5 separate regions of the Mus musculus genome follow, and regions 1, 2, 4 and 5 are each linked to region 3. The links are chromatin contacts, called in public HiCAR-type, HiChIP or PLAC-seq and promoter capture Hi-C maps. All regions are on one chromosome and are shown on one strand. The core of a region is the stretch at or near the end of the contact, and the rest is flanking DNA. Distances in the headings are between cores, read along the strand shown.

What was found. Promoter capture Hi-C pulls out the DNA fragments that hold promoters and counts their contacts. HiCAR-type assays count read pairs that join an accessible place to other places. HiChIP or PLAC-seq counts read pairs in DNA pulled down with a chosen protein or histone mark.
Region 1: a contact with region 3 is called in an H3K27ac HiChIP or PLAC-seq map of bone marrow-derived dendritic cells, with 2.9 times the contacts expected there. The contact joins the promoter of Gadd45b here to the promoter of Pwwp3a in region 3. A contact is called at or near these places in 2 of 39 promoter capture datasets (liver and pre-B cells) and 2 of 115 datasets of contacts at active chromatin or transcription factors (bone marrow-derived dendritic cells and bone marrow-derived macrophages).
Region 2: an HNF4G HiChIP or PLAC-seq map of pancreatic cancer cells shows a contact between it and region 3. The contact joins the promoter of Timm13 here to the promoter of Pwwp3a in region 3. A contact is called at or near these places in 2 of 39 promoter capture datasets (liver and pre-B cells), 1 of 115 datasets of contacts at active chromatin or transcription factors (pancreatic cancer cells) and 2 of 9 other capture datasets (liver and macrophages).
Region 4: a promoter capture Hi-C map of liver shows a contact between it and region 3, with 2.2 times the contacts expected there. The contact joins the promoter of Lsm7 here to the promoter of Pwwp3a in region 3. A contact is called at or near these places in 2 of 39 promoter capture datasets (liver and pre-B cells) and 1 of 9 other capture datasets (liver).
Region 5: a HiCAR-type map of astrocytes shows a contact between it and region 3, with 2.0 times the contacts expected there. The contact joins the promoter of Plekhj1 here to the promoter of Pwwp3a in region 3. A contact is called at or near these places in 1 of 39 promoter capture datasets (pre-B cells), 3 of 115 datasets of contacts at active chromatin or transcription factors (astrocytes, microglia and pancreatic cancer cells) and 1 of 9 other capture datasets (liver).

What each region holds. Positions count from the first base shown.
Region 1 is chr10:80,928,756-80,931,488 of GRCm38.p6, forward strand. It overlaps Gadd45b (growth arrest and DNA-damage-inducible 45 beta), which reads left to right and starts at 1,336. Exons shown (of 4, transcript NM_008655.1): 1 at 1,336-1,604; 2 at 1,693-1,794; 3 at 2,274-2,496. The coding sequence starts at 1,561.
Region 2 is chr10:80,899,567-80,902,266 of GRCm38.p6, forward strand. Timm13 (translocase of inner mitochondrial membrane 13) reads right to left here and starts at 1,403. Exons shown (of 3, transcript NM_013895.4): 1 at 1,058-1,403; 2 at 916-984; 3 at 1-693. The coding sequence starts at 1,177. The coding sequence ends at 595. It overlaps Lmnb2 (lamin B2), which reads right to left. Exons shown (of 12, transcript NM_010722.5): 12 at 1,797-2,700.
Region 3 is chr10:80,225,286-80,227,985 of GRCm38.p6, forward strand. It overlaps Pwwp3a (PWWP domain containing 3A, DNA repair factor), which reads left to right and starts at 1,313. Exons shown (of 14, transcript NM_023431.5): 1 at 1,313-1,419.
Region 4 is chr10:80,853,920-80,856,619 of GRCm38.p6, forward strand. It overlaps Lsm7 (LSM7 homolog, U6 small nuclear RNA and mRNA degradation associated), which reads right to left and starts at 1,290. Exons shown (of 4, transcript NM_025349.2): 1 at 1,262-1,290; 2 at 699-789. The coding sequence starts at 1,267. It overlaps Sppl2b (signal peptide peptidase like 2B), which reads left to right and starts at 1,356. Exons shown (of 15, transcript NM_175195.3): 1 at 1,356-1,469. The coding sequence starts at 1,422.
Region 5 is chr10:80,797,351-80,800,055 of GRCm38.p6, forward strand. Plekhj1 (pleckstrin homology domain containing, family J member 1) reads right to left here and starts at 1,276. Exons shown (of 6, transcript NM_023900.2): 1 at 731-1,276; 2 at 560-627; 3 at 423-489. The coding sequence starts at 824. It overlaps Sf3a2 (splicing factor 3a, subunit 2), which reads left to right and starts at 1,385. Exons shown (of 9, transcript NM_013651.4): 1 at 1,385-1,455.

The DNA of each region.
Region 1 (2,733 bases), core at 86-2,585, 700 kb after region 3:
ACCCGGGATCGGGGGATCCGGGGATCCGGGGAACCGAGCCGCGCGGCCGAGGCCAGGACCCAGGCTGGCGGAGGAGGCGACTCAGGGTGATTCACCGGGAGCCCCCGTGCACCGTGGGAGAATCCCACGCGGGTCTATCTGCCTCGCTCGTGTCCTTGCTGTCGACTACCAGCCCTCAAGCTGTGGCTTGGAACGCCCTTGGAAGCCTCAGTTTCCATTTTGCATAATGCAGATATCAATTCCTTTGCCTGACAAATCTTGGAAAGATAAATGACACGCGTGGAAGAAGGGGCTTGTGCTTCATGCTACGCACTACAAAAATGCCAGGGACATAAGAGCGGCTGCCTTTCAGTCACCTCTCCCCGGGTCAGTACCCTTCGGGTTTTGCCACTTGGCTTCCCCCTCAGGGGTTAAGTGTGGCGAATCGATCTGAGGATAGACGGTGAGGCAGCCGGCAGGGGGCAGGGTCACTCCGCAGAGCGTCTGGAGGGCTCTTCACCTGCGCCTCCCGTGCACACGTGAAATTCTCGGGGTGCCGGGAGGAGGGAGAAAGGGTTCCGGATCTCTCCCCCTGCGATCCCTTAGTGCTCTGCAGCCAGGACCCCTGGGGCACCGCCAAGCCACCTACCACGACCACTAGGAAGCTTCCTGTGTGCCTCTCCTCCCGCGACCCTGGCCTTAGAGGGCTGAGCGTTCTCAAAGCACCTTCGTGCTGGCGATGCTAGGGTGCCTTGGTAGTTCTCACTTTGGGGAGAGGATCCCACCGTCCTCAAACTTACCAAACGTTTACTGTATACCCTAGACGTTATTTAAACACTCTCCAACTCTACAAGGCCGGCAGAACACTTAGTAAGCCTCCTGGCGCATGCACATCCCTTCTTTCAGAGCTTGGGAAAGGCTAGGGACTCTCCGGGGACAGCGAGGGGATTCCAGACAGCCCTCCCCGAAAGTTCAGGCCAGCCTCTCGCGCTGGAAACCCCGCGCGCGGCCTGCGTAGCGCGGCTGCCGGGAAATCAGGAGAGAAACTTCTGTGGTTTTTTTTTTTTTTTTTTTTTTTTTTTTTTTCTCTCTAGAGCTCTCTCTCTAGAGCTCTCTGGCTTTTCTAGCTGTCGCCGCTGCTGGCGTTCACGCTCCTCCCAGCCCTGACCCCCACGTGGGGCCGCCGGAGCTCCGAGCTCCGCCCTTTCCATCTCCAGCCAATCTCAGCGCGGGATACTCGGCCCTTTGTGCATCTACCAATGGGTGGAAAGCGCATGCCTCCAGTGGCCACGCCTCCACCCGGGAAGTCATATAAACCGCTCGCAGCGCCCGCGCGCTCACTCCGCAGCAACCCTGGGTCTGCGTTCATCTCTGTCTTCTTGGATTAATTTCGAGGGGGATTTTGCAATCTTCTTTTTACCCCTACTTTTTTCTTGGGAAGGGAAGTCCCACCGCCTCCGGAAGGCCTCCGACACTTCTGGTCGCACGGGAAGGTTTTTTTGCCTCTTGGGTTCGTATCTGGACTTGTACTTTGCTCTTGGGGATCTTCCGTGGGGGTCCGCTGTGGAGTGTGACTGCATCATGACCCTGGAAGAGCTGGTGGCGAGCGACAACGCGGTTCAGAAGTGAGTACAACAGAGGCTGAGGTCTTCTCGCCCGCCGCCTGAGGTCTGCGGGGCTGTCATCGGCTAATCTCCCCATTTGGCCTTTTAGGATGCAGGCGGTGACTGCCGCGGTGGAGCAGCTGCTGGTGGCCGCGCAGCGTCAGGATCGCCTCACCGTGGGGGTGTACGAGGCGGCCAAACTGATGAATGTGTGAGTCAGCACCCCCCTTTCTCGGGCGTGGGTGGGGGCGCCCCTCTGATGCACGCGCGCTCCAACATCCCTATAGGGCTCGGGGCTTTGGGGGACTTTCCCAGCGCTCTCGGTTTTGGGGAGTGGAGGGCGACATTTCTCAGAGAATTTTTTTTGGGGAGGAGGAAAGAGAGTCGCTGCAGAACCCTGACTTCGCAAGTTTGAGGTTTTGTGTTTTTTGTTTTGACAAGGCAACCCCAGTAACTTTGGACTATGTGCTTCCTCCCCCACCGCCATCAGTATTTGCATAGTCGGCCACCCCAGCACCCGTGCAGTACTGCGGCTGGGGGGCTGTTCTTATATACACTCCTGATGCACGATGGGTCTTGTCCACCCTTCCCGCCTGCGGTTCCTGGAGCTCATATCCCCCTATCCCACCCCGTGCACGGTGACACCCGCTCCTGGTCTGACGACCCCCTGACACTCCTTCTCTCCTGCAGGGACCCCGACAGCGTGGTCTTGTGCCTCCTGGCCATAGACGAAGAAGAGGAGGATGATATCGCTCTGCAGATTCACTTCACCCTGATCCAGTCGTTCTGCTGCGACAATGACATTGACATCGTCCGGGTATCAGGCATGCAGAGGCTGGCGCAGCTCCTGGGGGAGCCGGCGGAGACATTGGGCACAACCGAAGCCCGAGACCTGCACTGCCTCCTGGTCACGGTGAGCCCTCCCCCCCCCCACGTCTCTGTCTCTCTCTCTCCCCGCCCCACCCACCCGTCCTGGTCACCTGGGTCCCGTGTTTGTCAACATAGCTGGGCTGGCTGGTCCAGCACCAGCTCAGTGCCCAGCCATGCTTGGCATGTCCCGTGGGCTGCCTAGTCACCCTGGCAGCTATTTTGAGCCAGCCTGTTTTTCCCCAGTAGGGCCCCTGGCGCTGAACAGAGGCTCCCTACCTAA
Region 2 (2,700 bases), core at 153-2,652, 670 kb after region 3:
GCTTATGTTTTGGTGGGACTGACCAAATTGACCAAATCTCATGTACCAATCCTCTTGCCTCCACACTTAACCCACCCTCAAGTGCTGGGCAGACAGGTGTGCACCACACTTGGTTTATTCAGAGTTAAGGTCAGCACCCTGGGCCTCATGCATGATAGGTGAAGGCTACATGAAGCCTTGCTTCTTAACCTCGGCTGGTCTCCCCGGGATGACCAAACACCTGAGATCATGCTCCGAATTCCCTGAGAGCCAGCAGCCCACTGACCCCAAGGGGAAAGATACCCTGGGAGGTCTGGGCCTACTCAGGGGAAGGGACCTGAAGCAGTGAGGTGACACGCCTGCTTTACTGCCCCAGCAGCGATTTATTGGCCTGCTCTCCTGAGGTCACAGGTCAGTGGGGCCAGCCAGATCCCTGTGCTCTGTCGGGTCCTCACTCTCTTCTGAGATTGAGCTGGACGCAGCAACCCAGGGGAGAGGCCTCGATCCCCAAGCCCTCCATGCTGCCAGACTTCAGGGCGGCTAGGAGGAGACACCCTAACTGGCAGGGAAAACAGTTCAGACCATAAGCACGGTGTCCCGAGGCACAGGTCCCGGTCACATGTTGGCTCGTTCCCGCTGCAGTCGAGAGTTGTAGGCGCGGGACACGGTATTCCAGGCGTCCATGTAGCGGTCCATGCACATGGCGATGCATTTCTGCAAAGCGTGGAGGGGGATCCCTGACTGACGGTCACACGACCCGAGGATCACCCATGAAGGCTGCACCGATCTAGGCACAGAAGCCGGGTCCTCACCCCGCGCACGCGCACAACTTCCTCAGTAGCTAAGGCTAGAGGCCGCGCACGCGCACATCTCTCAACCTCCTAGACGCTCCTGACCCCGCGCCCCTCACCACCCCGGGTTCCCGAGATGTCTCACCTGCTCCGAGTTATCCAAGGAGCCCCCGGGCTTCCCGATGCACTTCCGGAAACACTTGTCCGTCATTCTCTGTGGACACACGCGAGGTCTCAGCGGGGACTCACCCGGGGAACCCCGCCACCAACCCCGGCGCGCCCCGCACCTGGAGCAGCTCCTGCGCGTTGGCCACGGCGATCTGCACTTTCACCTGCTCCATAATGGCCCCCGGGTCCAGCTTCCCGCCACCCGTGCCGCCAAAATCCGAGCCGAAGCCGCTGTCCATGGCTGCTCAGTCAACCGGGCCACGGTCGCGCACACCGACCATACGCCCCGGAAGCCAAGCCGGGGCACCACGGGAAACAGAGGCTGAGTCGATTCCCACAAGGCAGCGCGCGTCGTCAGCAGTCTGACAAAGCTGCGGCCTGAGTCACCATGGAAACAAGTTAAACTACACCTCCCACAAACCCGTGCGCGCCGTGCACTCTGACCTCGGAGGCTCTATGGGAAACTGCAAACTCCTGCTCCCACAAGGCTGTGCGCGCCGTCCCTAAGCACTGTCCTTTGGCTTCTAGAAAGGAAGGAAACCCGAACCACAATTCCCAGAAGGCTGTGCAACTTCCCGCGTGAGCCCACTGACTTTTGACGCCCTGGCAAGGGCTGGACCAGGGTCATTTTGTCCTGGACCTCCCCGCTGCGCATGCGTACAATATAAAATCCTCGCTGCTTTTTTTTTTTTTTTTTAATATGTTTTTTTTTTAAAGTTATACGGATGGTTGTGAGCCACCATGTGGTTGCTGGTATTTGAACTTCGGACCTTCGGAAGAGCAGTCCGGTGCTCTTACCCACTGAGCCATCTTACCAGCCTGCTGCTCCTATCTTAATCTGAAGATCTACTCTGAGGCTGCAGTTAAAGTCAATGTTTATTTGAGTATACAAAAGTTTCCAGTTGTAAAATGTATATTACAAATCATAGGCGTAAAAGAAAAGGTGGAACACACGTTTGGCATGCATCTTATAAAAGAAACAATCTGTAGAGCTGAGCGATGTGCGCAGTGCCGGCGGCTCCCCAGCAGCAGTGCCACTCCGGTAACCATCTCACCTAGCCAGGGCCAGAAACAGACCCCTGAGGACCTGCAGATTACTCTAGACCTGCTCCTCAAATACAAGGAAGCTAGCTCCAGTGCAGAGTACACCTGCCCTGTGGGCAAGGCAGCAGAGCTGCGCAGTGACTGCAGCCAGCCATAACTATCCAGGATCCAACGCCGGTCACAAAGAAAACGGAGGTATCTAGAAGCAGGAGGTGGCTGGTGGGTTCTGGAGGTTGGTGGCAGTGGTGGCATCCTGTGGCCAAGAGCTCTTGCCTTGGGGGAAGACTAGGCCTGGACTCTTCCTACCATCAGCTGTGCCAGGAGAGAGAAAGAACTCGCCCTAGCTCAGTAAAGGAAGCTGCCAGTTGTGGCAGCTCCAGGCCTGAACCCCCAGAGCATCATCCCAGTGAGCTGCGTTACTGACCGATGTAAAAAAATAAATATTCTTTAAAAAAATACCATGTGTCAGTGGTGGGGAGGTGACAGGTGAAACTGGCTGGCTCCTGGCACTAAGTTGCAGGGAAGCAAGTTTCCAGGCCTTGCCATCGAGGTGGGGCACAGAGGGGCCACACAGTATTCATACAGGAGAGGCCAGGAGCATAGCTAGTGTGGCCACACTCATGTGAGCAGTCACTGGCTGGGAACCTGCAGCCTTTGCTCCTGAAGGCACAACGCCCACGGTTTGCCTGTCCCCTTCAGTCTTAGGATGGGAGGCGTC
Region 3 (2,700 bases), core at 63-2,562:
CAATGTGACAATCCTCACTTCAAGAGAATTACCTGAGAATCAGTGGCCTAGAACACACACACACTGCCCACTTTGGCCAGTGCTGTCAGGAGACCCTAGTACTGCCATCTAAGCTTCTGGGCCTGGGATTCCTGACCCCATGTCACTTGTGGCACAAGCCACCATCCTAATGACACCCAGGGTGCAGGCCCGTCATCTCACCTCTGTGGCCAACAACAACACTTGTTCTCCATCTGTAATAAGCACAGTAGAAAAACACTTAGGTTGGAGAGATGGCTCTTCCAGAGGATGGAGGTTCAAATCCCAGCACCCACGTGGCCCCTCACAACTTCCTGTAGTACTCCAAGATCTGATGGCTTCACACAGACATGCATGCAGGCAAACGCCAATGCGCATGAAATGGGAATAAGTAAACCATTTTAAAAAGGAAAAACAGTCATGAGAGACCAGGTCAGTGACATTGCTCAGGTGAGCAGCCTAACTGCCTTAGTTAAGAATTTGAGTGTGAACCTCACCTGCAGTGGTGGCACACGCCTTTAATCCCAGCATTTGGCAGGCAGAGGCAGGTAGAGTTTGAGGCCAGCCTGGTCTCTACAAAGTGAGTACCAGGACAGCCACAGCTATACAGAAAGATCCTGTCTCAAAAAAACAAAAACAAAAACATTTGTCGGCAGCCAAACTGGAAACTTCCAGTTCTAGAAAAGTCCATGGATACAGGTCCTGGATGCAGCCCCCCTCCCTCCCAGTCGCTGACTATGCTTGGGGACCTAGGTATGAGGCCATCTCACATTCTATTTTCCACTTCAGGACTTGGGCATCCTCACTGGATGGCTTTTTTTTTTTCCCACATAGGTGGGATAACTTCCTTCTGGGGTGGGAATCGGGTTACTTCGGAAGCTGGAAGGTACTAGAAGTCTGTGAGGAGCTCGTGAGGCCTTCGCCTTCCCAACCCCCCTCTGTCTTCGCATAGCTGCTCGCAGGCGGAAATCTGTCTGGAAAAAGGGCCCACTTTCCGTCTCAGGAACCATTGCAGGATGTAGGAAAACTGGGGCGTGGACTACGGGCTGAGGCGTGGTCTAGGGAGGCCGCCGCCGTCTGTGGGAGGGGCCATGATGTGAGCTCCATCTTCTTATTGGCCAGCAGCGGGGGGTGGGACTTGGAGCGGGCCTCCCGGTCTACCCTGCCTCGGGCCCAGGGGGAGCCCTCGCCGCGCACTCCACAAGTTGGGCAGGAGGGAAGGCGGTGGAGGGCGTGACCGATGGGCTGAGGCGTGGCCCGCAGGAGGTGGCGCGCTCTTGGGGGGCGGGGTCGAGGCGCAGGTACGCAGTTCCCATTGGGCGGCGGCGCGGGCGGGACTCGGCGCCGCTGTGAGGCAGGCCCCGCCCCTAGCCCGCGGGGATCTGCGCGGCGGCGGAGGCGGTGAGCGCGCGGGCTTGCGGCGGCGGTTGGCGGGCGGGCTTCCGCCGTTGGGACCGCCGCGGCCTGGTCGCTCAGGCTCGGACGCCGCGTCAGGCGGGCTGGGTGGGTGAGCCCGCTGCGGCCTGGGGAGGGCCGGGCGGGGTGCAGGCGGAGAGCCTGGGGAAGGGCGGCGGCTGGGCTGGACCAGCTGGGCCGCGTCCGGTTCTGCGCAGGGCCCACGTGCGGCCGAGGCCCCTGGGGGGCTGAGAACCTCGTTTCCTGGTGCAAACCCTGTGTTTCTGACCTAAGTCCCCTTCTCTGCAGCCTGAGCCCCATCCCTGCCGAGAGCCTCGTATTTCCGGCCTGATCCCTATCTTCTGCAGCCTGAACCCCGTATTTCCGGCCTTATATCTCTCTTCTGCAACCTGAGCCCCGAGTTTCCTACCTTATACCCCTTTTTTGCAGCCTGAACCCGTGTCCTTGCTAAGACCCCGAGTTTCCTGCTGGAGGCCCCTTATTGACCGGATACCTCGACCTCTGCAGTATCAACCCAACATTACACACATACACACACACACCCCGTGCCGCCTGAATCGTGAATTTACTGCTTGGTACCCTGTCTCAGCAGCCTGAATTTATGTCCTTGCTGAAAATTCTGGATTTCTTGCCTTATTTCTTCCCTTTGACCCCCTCTCTGCAGTCTAAGCCCCCAATTTGCTGCTCGAACCTTATCCCTGTTGTGAACTCTGAGTTTCATGTCAGAATCGCAGTCTCCGCGCCCAAACTCCCTCTAGCCTGACCTCCCATTCATTGCTGTAAACCCTATATTTCCTGCTGAACTCAAGTTTCTGCAGCTTGAATCTCAGTTCCTCTGTGAACCCCATCTTTGTTTCCCTACTGCAAACCCCACCTCTTTTACCTGACTCCTACCTGAACCTCTTTCTTTGCTATGGACATATTTGCTGCCCAAACCCCAGTCCTTGTTACCTGAGCCTCATCTTTTGTTGTCTGAGTTCCCATAACGCTGCAGAGCCCTTGTTATCTCCTGAAACCCCACCCTGCTTTAATGAACTCCCATCCTTGCTGGGAACCCTGTTCCCCCAACTCTGCTGCCTGTAATCCCTCTGGAAAACCTTTCCTGCTTCTACGATCCCTTCTACTACATAAACCCTTGTTTCTGCTGGTAGTTCCCTTGTTCCTGCCGTCCTTCCTGCTGCTTTGGTCCCCCTTCCCCCATCTTTCCATTTCTGTTCACAGCCCTGGCTGCTTCTGCCAGAACCCTGCATCTGTCCCTGTCCTTCC
Region 4 (2,700 bases), core at 40-2,539, 630 kb after region 3:
ACCACAGAACTCATGAGTAAGTAAGTGTGGTGGCCTAGTCACTGTGACTCCAACCCTCTTCTTTCCAGTATGGAAGGTGCTATATAGTGTCCATAAAACTTTATTGTCACCCATCCATGCAATCTGAAACAGTCTCCCCCCCCCCCCCCAGGGTCTCATGTGCCCAAGCTGGTCTCAGACTCACTAGGCAGCCTGATCCTCCTGTCTTACCCCTAGTGTTGGAATGCCAGGCTTATACAACCACGCCAGGTTTACACGGGGTTGGGAATAGAACTCAGGGCTTTATGCATGCTAAACCAGCAATCTACCCACAGACATACAGCCCCACCCATGGTTGATTCTTGGAGACAGATCTTGCTACATAACTTAAACTGGCCTGGAACTTTCAATCCTTTCATTGGGAAACCTTCCAGGTTCCTGCTGTGTCCAGGTGCTTAAGAACAGGGCTTCCTATCACCTCCTTCCACCTCCTCGTGGGTCCTGGCCCCTTCCTTCAGGATCCATCCATACTGGTCTGGGTGCTAATCTCACTTGACTCCTTTCCTGGGGCTCTGTTTCCCCACCCACAATAGGGGCATACCTTTCAATGGTACACAATAGCCCAAGCCATTATTGGAACGCCTGTACTAGGTGGCTTCCCTTGCTTGCTGTGACCTCAGCCAAGCTCTGTGTCAGGGAGCCCTGCGGTAGGCACTCACCTTCCCGGCCACCCTGGAACTTCACCCGAATGGTCTTATCGATGTACTTGGAGAGGTCCAAGATGCTTTCTTTCTTCTTTTTCTCTTTGTCCTGCTGGGAGGTGGGGCGCTGAGGAGAGAGGTCCAGCCTCCCCATATCCCTGTAGCCTGGGCATGGCACCCAGGGACTCCTTTCCAACTCAGGCTCCCAGAACCCTGGGTGCATCCTCACCTCCAGTGTCTGCCTAATTGAATGCTATGCCCGAGTCTGCATTTCTGTCTGCATGCCCACGTCCTCATCTGCATCCCTGGATACCCCATCTGCACTGTTTCCTGTACGCACCCCTGTCTGCCTGGTCTGCAACCCCCACGTTCCGCGTCTGCATCCTCATGTCGGTCGTCTGTTTTTCATGTCACCTGGTCTGTACCCATGGCTTCCGTCTGCAGTCCCACGTGGCTCCCATCCTTCAGCACCCTGTCTCCCTACTCTAGGGCGTCCGTCACTCTCCTTTCAGTCTTTCTGCTCTCGCTTCCACAGACCCTCGATCCCGCGGCCCTGCTTTCCACGATCTAGACATGCTCACCGCCATCTTGTCGCCTCACGTCGCTCTGCGCAGGCGCCGCCCCGCCCTTTTCTAACGCGGAGGCCTTTGCGCACGCGCAGCCTCGGCGCAAGCACGTTGCGGCGTCCCGAAGGCGTTGCCAGGAAACCTTCCGCCTAGAGCTGCGGGGGGACCGGCGGACATGGCCGCGGCGCGGCTGGCCGCAGCTTTGCTGCTACTCGCGGCCCAGGTGAGCGCCACGGCCGATCGGCCCGGCCCCCCAACTCCTGACCGTGCCCTTGACCTTGCGGTCCACTCGCTCATTGCCACCGCAGACTTCTGGCGGGGCTTAGCCCGCCCTGCGCCCCGGGGCCCCAACCGCCGCCGCCGCTGTTCCTGCCAGCCTCAGTTTCCCCTTTTGCAGAATGGGGCGAGTTCCCGCGCTCCATCCCCGGGGCGTCCAGCGCGGCCCCCGAGGTGCATGCAGCCCGGCACCCCGGCTTCTGTTCTGTGACCTTGGGCGGAAGGGGGTCCCCACCTCAGGGTCGGTGCAGAACGCTGGGGACGAGCTTCTGCTGGGACGCCTCAGGTGTGCGCGGGGTGCGCCCTGGCAGGAGGCTGGCTTCTGGTGTGCTTTGCTTTCTGAGAGAGGTGGCATGCTGGTCTCGAACTCGGCGTAGTCCAGGCTAGCCTTGAACTCACTATGTAACCCATGTTGGCTTCACACTCACTCTGCAGTCCAGGCTGCCCTCCAACTTGCTCCGCAGCTCAGGCTGGCCTCCAGCTCGCTCTGCAGTCCAGGCTGGGCTCTGACTTCCCATGTTGCCCTGGCTGTCCCTGTGCACCCGGTGAGGCTTGGCTAACCTGGAACTCAAAGCAAAACACCGGCCTAGTTATCTCACGCGCCGCATCGCAACTCCTGGCTTAGTAGAGTCCTTTCTTGTTTTGTCTTTGTGGCTCCAGCCTTCAGTCCCAGATCCTGGAGTGTTGCATCCTTGGGTCTTGGGCCGGTTTGAAGGGTGGCCAGTGCGTCCTGCTACTGTGTACGCTCTTGTCTTGTGAAACAAGAGCCCAGGTCATTTTTAAAAATACTTTTTCTTTTCCTTTTTGAGATTACAGACTTTTGTGACAGGGTCTCCCTGTATGGCCCAGGCTGGCGGTGGGCTTGCAGCTCTGCCTCAGCCTCCCCGGTGCTGCCACAACTGGCTGGCATGTGCCTCCTTGATTGGCTAAGCTTTAAGGCATTCCTCACACATGTGGTTCCTGGGCTCTCCACCATGTGGCCAACATCTCTCTTTGGCTGCTTTTATCCCCACATCCTGTTCTTGGCTGAGCATGAGCTTTTGAAAGTGTGTCAGGGCTTGCTGCATCTGGCCAGTGGGCCAGGGCTCTACATCATATTTAGCAGGCCACTGTCCTCTGGAAACTGCCCTCTTTGTGCAGGTGCCGTCCACCAAGGCTATTCTGGTTTCTCCTTGTCT
Region 5 (2,705 bases), core at 26-2,525, 570 kb after region 3:
TCACACCCCAAAACACGTGTGCACTCGTGCAAGAAGGAGAAAAGAGGGGTACAGATAAAGAACCCCACTGGATAATATAGGTAGACATGATGCCCAAATCTCTACAAGATACTGTAAAGTTCTCGTTAGGGAAGAAGGCTGAGACAGGCCTTAAAGCCTGCCCGTACCCTACCCGTGGCAGAGAGGGCGGCAGAGACTGTTCCTGCTATACACCCCACGTTCGCAGACTGCACCTCTCTCAGTTGGGAACGGGCAGAGGGGTCGGAGAAGAAACTAAGCGAGAACCAGACCCAGTGGGCACTCTGAGTGATAGCTGGGCCAGTCCTGGGCCACCAGCGGACGCGGGATCCAGGACAAACGTAGGCTCCTAAGGGAGTAAAAAGGATCGGGTGTGCGGAGCAGAGTCCGGGATGGAAACTTACTGATGGAGAAGCCGCCCGGTTCTTCCTGGGCCACTCTGCAGCGCTCCAGCAACAGGGCTCCGAGGGGCTGCGCGAGACACGGCCATGAGCGCCGGCCTCCGGGCCGCGCGGGTCCCCCGCGCCCCCCACGCCCCTACCTCGGCCTCGTCCGGGCGGAAGTAAAAGAGGAAGTTGACCACCAGCTTCACCAGTCGCCGCTTGGCCACTGTAGGCACAGGGCGGTGTCAGCGCGGAACTGTTCTCATTCGCCCACCCAGGAACCGCGCCGGCCCGCCCAAGTGCCCCAGCCGCAGCCCCGACTGGCTCACCGCTGCCCTTCTTGGGGCCCCGCATGCCCAGCTCGGCCGCCATCTCTGCCGGCTGTCGGGACAGCGCCTGCAACTCTTTCTCGTTGTACCGCATCCCGCCGCACGGATCCGCGCGAACCAACACGCGCCCTGCCTCTCGGCCGCCGTCCTCCCCGAAGCCGCAGCCAGCGCCACAAAAGTCTCAGAGAGCGATCTCGGAAGTCCCAACCCGGTTACTGCGCCTGCGCGTTGTTGGGCTGGTTGCGCGGCCCTAATTTATGGGTCTGCGCGGTTGAACAGAGTCAGACGGGAAGGAGATGGCCCGTCCTTAAATAACCGCCAGACATACTAAGCGTGAGGTGTAAGTTAGACTCAGAGCACTCCACGATGAGCGAAGCGCCTTCCTGGGCCGGTGAACCCTAACGCTTTCCTCTTGTCACGATAGCCGGCGCCGCTAGACTTAGGGCGGAGCGAAACTGTGCGGTCGCTGCAGTGAGCACGCGCACTCTGCGCCCCGACGCTCCTTTCTCTCCCGCCTACCGAAGACGGAAGTCCATCCGCTGGGCCTGCGCACACACGAAACGCCGACGCCTTTGCTCCCGGAAGGGATCGCTTCGTCGGTCGTGCGCACGCGCGCGGCGAAACCGCGGCCTTGGCGGAGATTAAACCCGGATAGCGAGGCCTTAGCGTTGGTGAGGAGCTGCACAGTTTGTCGGTGGCGGCTGCTCCGTCGGGGAGGCTTGAAGGTGGGAGCGAAAGCCCGGGGGCGGGACGGGGAGAGGCAGCGGCCGCCCTCTTGCCTCAGGATCGGCGCGCGCCCGCCGGGAGAGCGCGCTCTCGCGAGGCCCGTTGGGTCGCCGCGTGATTGCTGGCTTGGGTGGCGCTTCTGTGGCCTCCAGGGTGGTTCGGGGTGTCCGAGTGGCGTCTCGGCGTGTATTTTGACCTCCTTGGTTGTTTCCGTTTCCACCTTCGTTAATCGGGGCCCTGGCGACCACTGCTCCTGTCCACCGGAGCAGGTCCCTTGCTGGGATTGAAAGATAACGGTATCTGCACATAAAAGGGATTTGTCCTGGGACCAGGCCTCCTCCCAGACCATTACCTTAACATATACCACGTCTCTGTCCTTATTGATCGTTCATCGGTAATCTTACGGTAGTCCGTGAGGTTGCGCATCTCCCGTCCCTGCGTCCTGGCCTCCTGTCCCAAGTTTCACGTGTGAGCCCCTCCAGTCATCGGCACAACTTTTCATTTATTTCAGACAGGGTCTCACTGCTTAACTGGGGCTGACCTGCAACTCGGTGTGGAAACTTGGCCGATTTCCAGTTCACAGACATTGCCATGCCTCTGCCTTCTCTCGCATAGTGGGACTTACAGCATGAGCCACCACACTTGGCTGTTTTGATTGGTTTTAAGGAATCGAGGGTTTATTTTGGCTGATGGTATGAAGGTGCGGTCTGCCGTGGTGGTCGTGTTGCAGCAGTAGTCAGCAAGCAGATAAATGCCCTTCCCCGCGTTTTTAAAGATTTTGTTTTAATGTGTCTGTGTGGAGCTTTGTGTGTGAGTGGGGTACCCATAGGGTCCAGAAAGGGATATCAGAGTCCCTGGAGCCTACCGCCACCCTTTTTTCTTTTATCTGAGATAGGATCTCACTGCACAGCCCGGTTTGGTCTCTAACACTAACCTAACCATCTTCCTACCTTGGATAAAGAAATGGGATGAGAAGTGTACACCACCACGCCCTACGTTTTCTGTGTTTCCTGGGGTTGGGAACTGTTGGTGGGCGTTTGCAGAGCTTGGTGCCCCATCCACAGAGCAAGCAGTGTGCTCACCCAGGCCCCAGTTTTGTTTTGCTTTTCTAAGATTTATTTATTTATAATGAGTACACTGTAGCTGTCTTTAGATACACACCAGAAGAGGGCATCGGGTTCCATTACAGATGTTTGTGAACCACCACATCATTGCTGGGATTTGAACTCAGGACCTCTGGAGGAGCAGT